Regions from separate parts of the Mus musculus genome. Here region 1 is linked to region 2. A link is a contact called in public HiChIP or PLAC-seq data. All regions are on one chromosome and are shown on one strand. Each heading gives the region's core, a stretch centred on a gene start, on an enhancer-like site or on the middle of the called end of the contact. The rest is flanking DNA. Distances are from core to core; before and after follow the strand shown. Region 1 overlaps Gm16863 (predicted gene, 16863). Region 2 holds the start of Ephb3 (Eph receptor B3).

What was found. HiChIP or PLAC-seq counts read pairs in DNA pulled down with a chosen protein or histone mark.
Region 1: an H3K4me3 HiChIP or PLAC-seq map of embryonic limb bud shows a contact between it and region 2, with 3 times the contacts expected there. The contact joins the enhancer-like site here to the promoter of Ephb3 in region 2. A contact is called at or near these places in 1 of 39 promoter capture datasets (embryonic stem cells), 13 of 484 Hi-C or Micro-C datasets (8-cell embryo, cerebral cortex, embryonic heart and 10 more), 18 of 115 datasets of contacts at active chromatin or transcription factors (the NIH/3T3 cell line, craniofacial prominence, embryonic hindbrain and 9 more) and 2 of 9 other capture datasets (adipose tissue and pancreatic islet).

What each region holds. Positions count from the first base shown.
Region 1 is chr16:21,273,014-21,275,713 of GRCm38.p6, forward strand. All of the region lies in intron 3 of Gm16863 (predicted gene, 16863), which reads right to left. Among named protein-coding and RNA genes, the nearest start is that of Mir7680, 18 kb to the left of the region's middle. Within about 2 kb of position 1,423, at least 43 of the 459 cell types and tissues checked have an H3K27ac peak or open chromatin away from gene starts, as enhancers often do. A contact at or near this core is called in cerebral cortex, craniofacial prominence, embryonic limb bud and 2 more, where this site is marked.
Region 2 is chr16:21,203,350-21,206,049 of GRCm38.p6, forward strand. It overlaps Ephb3 (Eph receptor B3), which reads left to right and starts at 1,446. Exons shown (of 16, transcript NM_010143.1): 1 at 1,446-1,914. The coding sequence starts at 1,821.

The sequences.
Region 1 (2,700 bases), core at 173-2,672, 70 kb after region 2:
TACTGACAGCTGGGAGGGTATTTACCTCACACTCACAAGGCCCTGATTTTGACCCCCAACACTGCATACACCAGGTATGGTGGCACGTGCCTGTGCTCCTAGGACATCCACAGTGGAGGCAGAAGGATGGGCAGCTTCAGGCCATTCATCTTGAGACCCTACCTCAGAAAAGCACGACAAAGTCAAATGGTGAGCAGGCATTATTGTGCCTGGCACTAGGCTCCATTTGTAGGAAGGAGGCTACAAGGTCTGCTGTTGATGTGTTTCTTCATGTCTGTGGTATTCCCCTATCTTTTCTGATAGTGTCAAATTATGTTGAAAGAGAGTTCTACATAAGTACCTTTAAGAAAAACGAATGCTTGCCAGGCCAGGTAGGCACCTATAACCTCAGTACTCAAGAGGTAGAGGCCAGAAAATCAGGAGTTCAATGTCATTTTCATCTATGTAAGGGTTCTAGGGCAGCCTGGCCCATGTGAAACTGAAACTGTTGGGGGCACCTAAATGATACTGTCGAGGAGTGGGGGGAGGCCTACATGAAACTGTTGGGGGGGTACCTATATAACTAAGTATTCTTTTAGAAAAACAAGAACTCTCCCAGATGTGACTTGAGAAATCTGGGATAAGCAGAAAGATCATTGCTTTATCAAGACAGATGTCCTTCAGAACTTCAGCCTTAAATGAGTAAAATGGGTGCCTCCCTCAAAAGCTTAACCCTGCAGGATCCAGGGTTGCCCCAAGGGTAGCCACAGTAGCCACCAGGAGGCCTAGGACAGGGACCTGAAGGTAGAACACACAGAGGGAGACCCACACTTTTGAAGCCCAGTGGCTATTGGCTGCAGAAGAGCTTCCTAATAGGAAACTCTAGCCTCGGCGGAGAGAGGAGCATTGGTGGCCCTGCCCTCTACAAGGACAGAGGTCCTATAGAATATAGATCTAAAAGCTAAGCTCACTAACCCAGCTCATTGTCATATCTCCCAACACAGAGAGCCCATTAGAAGGTCCTGCTGTGTGGCCTAGGTGCCCCTTACTTCATGCCTGGCCCACTCAACTGTTTAGGAGATTAAAACACACACACACACACACACACACACACACACACACTCCTGAGTCTGAAATGCCACACAACACTCAGACAAAGACCCCTTTCTGTGGTGTTCCACCCCCTCCCACACCTCTCTCCTCTCCCCACCCCCACCCCCTTCCTTACTGCAGGCTAAATTGGCAGTGGGAAGGTTTTGAGTCAACAAATGCAGTAGGGTGGGGAAGGGAGCCCTGAAGGGGATTCCTGTCTGGGAAACATTTGCTGACAGCAGTTACTATGACCAGGAGGGCCCCGCAGCAGCCAGGCACACAGCCCCTGCCTGCCCCCTGCCTCTCCTAATTGCAACGCTCCCCCAGCCAGCTCCTATTCTGTCATTTGCACACTAAACAAGCTGTGGACACCTGCCATGTGTCCAGCACCTGCCTGCCCTTGCTCTGTTTACTCTCTCAATCCATCCTCACAAGGGCCTAAGTTAGCATCTCCATTCCTTATAACAAAAGAGAAAGCTGAAAGCCATCCACTAAAGTGACTCTCCCAAAGTCGCACGGCTAAAAGGCAAAGCTGGAATTTGAGCTGTGGCACACATTGTCCTGATGACTCCAGCAGCAGAGCTCCTGAAGCAGAGCCCCAGGCCAGCCTGGGCTTGAGACCCTGTCTCAAAAATGATAGAAATCGATCAACCAACCCCTTAAAAGTCCAGATGGCTGCGTGTGTAGATTCTGTCCGGTGATGGGACACCAGGACAGCTGATGAGTGTCACAAAAGCACAGACTGCACCACTGTAGAGATACAATCAGAGCATCTAAAAGATTTATTTGTTTTTAGTTTAGGAGTATGAATGTTTTGCTTGCATGTATGTCTGTACACCATGTTCATGTCTGGTGACCAAGGGGACATAAGATCTCCTGAACTGGAGTTACATACAGTTGGAAGCCATGAGCCGTCAGTACCCTTCAAGGAGGAACCACCTCTCCAGCTCCATAAGCAATTAAAACAAAACCCAAACAGACAGAAACCTTGAACCTAGTGCTTCACAGCCAGTGTTCTTCATACACCTGTGCCACTACTATCAGGCCTTTGAAAGGAGGCAAAGTTTCAAAGTGGTGAAGGTTCAAGAAGAGAGTGCTTCTCCAGTTGGAAGCATCTGTGTCTGGATTCTATATCCCAGACAGTGGACATTCACTGAGTGCCTCCTGTGTGTCAGGCTCCATGTGAGGACATTTGCTGAATGCCTACTGTATGTCAGGCTCCATGTGAGGGCATTTGCTGAATGCCTACTGTGTGTCAGGCTCCATGTGAGGACATTTGCTGAGTGCCTCCTGTGTGTCAGGCTCCATGGGAGGACATTTGCTGAATGCCTACTGTGTGTCAGGTTCCATGTGAGAACATTTGCTGAATGCCTACTATGTGTCAGGCTCCATGTGAGGCGCACTGGATACAAAGATCTCTCTTTAGTTGATGTACTGGCTAGTTTTGTGTCAACTTGGCACAGCTGGAGTTATCACAGAGAAAGGAGCTTCAGTTGAGGAAATGCCTCCATGAGATCCAACTGTAAGGCATTTTCTCAATTAGTGATCAAGGGGGAAAGGCCCCTTGTGGGTGGGACCATCTCTGGGCTGGTAGTCTTGGGTTCTATAAGAGAGCAGGCTGAGCAAGCC
Region 2 (2,700 bases), core at 196-2,695:
GTGTCTGTAACTACACTGTCCTGGGTTCAGCTCCTGTAACTTGGGGCAAGCTGCCAAGCCTTTGTACACGCCAGTTTGTCTATGTATTTTCTTTTACTTTCTTTCTTCAGTTTTGTCTGTAAAATGAGGCTATAATAACACCTACCCTGAATAAGTGTGAGGTATTGTTTCAGGGTGTTTATTACACCTTGTAAATGTTCTAAAAGTGAACCGGCAGAAGTCCATCACAGTAACCTAGAGGCTCTCTTTGATGTTTCCGACCCCGGCACCTCTCTCATTCACCTAGGCACAAATACACTTCAAACTTAACTTGTTGGCTCTTCCTTCTAGTCATGGTCTAAGCCACCACCCTCCCTTCCACTACATGGCCCCTTCACTAGCCCCCAGGATTCCACCACTGTCTCTGCCTGTCATCCTCCCAGGACAGACATGCCAATCTGATAATGTAATGTCCCCCTGTTTCAAGAGAAAGGCTACATTGTGAGTCCAAAATCGTATCCTCCGGGCCCCTCCTCATCTACTTCTCCTCAGCCGGTTCACCCTCTCTCCGCTCTAACTCTGCACTCAAGCGATTCTGAACTTTATTCTGAACATTTTTTTTCTTCGATTCTAGGTCTTAACACAAAAGTGTATGTTCTCTGCCCGGAGCACTGCCTCCCATCCTCAATACACTATTACTCATCCATCTTGTATACTGTCACTTAGATCCCGTTTCCTTAGACCTAACATTGTGCTTCGAAAAGGTAGGTTCTTTCCCGGCAGGAATGCTTGTTAGCCCCGCTGTGAGTTTTAAACCCACCTCCACCAGTTAACACATGGCTCCGGGATAATAAACGCTTCTCTGCTCTAGCCACTTTGAAACATTGTGGGTGCCCAAAAAATATTTTCTAATAAATTATCACAATCGAATAGACGAATAAATAAACCCTTGAGCGTCCCTTGAAGCGGGCTCTGCCGGGGTGGGTAATTCCCACGCCCCACATTCCTTTCCCTACTCGCTAAGGCCTGTCCTGGGTCTGGATGTGCTTGGAAGAAAAAAAGCCTCTTGACAGAATCCCATGGGTCTGCTAACCACAGGGGGGCGCCCCCAGCTCGTTCTATCTGGTTATCACCGTCTAGGACTGGAGCTGGTTACTAATCGCCAATAGGAGAGAGGGGCGGGGTTACCCGATTGACTGACAGTGTGGCTCCGCCCAGTCTAATTCATCTTTTCAATGGCTCCTCCTGCTGCAAGCCCCAGGACGCCGAGGGTGGGCTCGGTGGAAGAGCGGCCAACTGAACTCCAGCAGAGTGCTCTCGCAGCAGAACCAGCTGGCTGGGCGGTCTGTGAGTGGGCGGCCGGCCTCTGGGGGCGTGGCCTGAGTGTTGACGGGCAGGCAGGTAGCCCTGCCCCTCTCGCCCAGAGCGGCCGCTCCACCGCGAGGACCAGCAGAAGTGAGTACGTGAGCGGCGCAGCCAGATACCGGCTCCTACCCCGGACGGCGAGCGCACAAGGATCCCGGGATCTGAGCTCGGCCTCAGTGGACTGTGCCCCGAGAACCTGCGACCACCTGCGCCCTCCGCTTCCCGAGTCATTGGGCATCAAGCCACCCAGCGCCCCGGATCCTCCTGGACCGGTCCGTCCAGATTCCCGCGGGAACGACCTGCCGGCATCTACCCGGAGTCCCGGGTTGGGCGACACCTCGGTTACAGAGCAGCCCGTCTGCTTTGCTCCCCCTCCCTGACGGGATCTCTTGGACTGTGCGCGAGCCTTCTTCCTCGGGCGTCCCCAGCCCCGCCGGCGCGGCCCGGCTCGGCCCCCCAACCGAGCGCCCCGGGCTATGGCCGGAGCCCGCCCGCCGCCGGGGCTTCTGCCGCTGCTCGCTCCGCTGCTGCTGCCGCTGCTGCTTCCCGCCGGCTGCTGGGCGCTGGAAGGTGAGCGGCGTCGGGGTCCCGCGCGCTACCGGGGAGCCCCGCAGTGTGGGGCCGTGGGCTGAGCACACGTCCAAGGAGACTCTAGGCTCGAGCCGGCTCCGCAGCCCTCTTTGGGGAAACTGCTAGCATCAGGACTCAGCACCGACTCCCGAAAGCAGCAGTTCGGCCGTGGGTTGTTTTTTGTTTTTCGGGTTTTTTTTTTTTTCTTCTTTCCATTTGGAAGGGATAGCCTACAGTCAAAGCAGAGGAACGAGACCCTCGGGGGTTCGCACCTCTGGAAGGCGAGGAAATGTGGGCGACTCAGCATCAAGGCGGGGGGGCTGCGGGACTGGGCGCTTGGGCGGGTGAAGCGAAGCTCCTCGGGTTGGGGGCTGCACTGGTTGGGAACCCGTTGTAGTTAACAGTAAGCGTGATTGTGTGCACCCCGCTTTGTCAGGGGATGGCTGCGGGGGTGGAGAGGCAGGGGGGCCTGTCATTGTTTATGGTTTTTCAAGTGCCAGCAACACAAGAGGTGTGTGTGTGTCTGTTGTAAACCTTCTCGGACCCACCCCACCCCCACCTCCAGCAGGACCTTTGGAGGGCTTAGGTTTCCATTGAACCCTCACCAACAGGGATTTACCCGGGGAGCACCTGAGCCGAGTGGCTACTAGTCATCAGCGGCGGGAAAAGGTCAGCCTTGTCTGTGGGCTCAGTGAAACCTACTAAGACTGCTACTGGGAAGAAATTGAACTTGGACAAACAAACAGCCCGAGTGTGGCTGGCCCAGACAAGAGAGCTCACACTTAC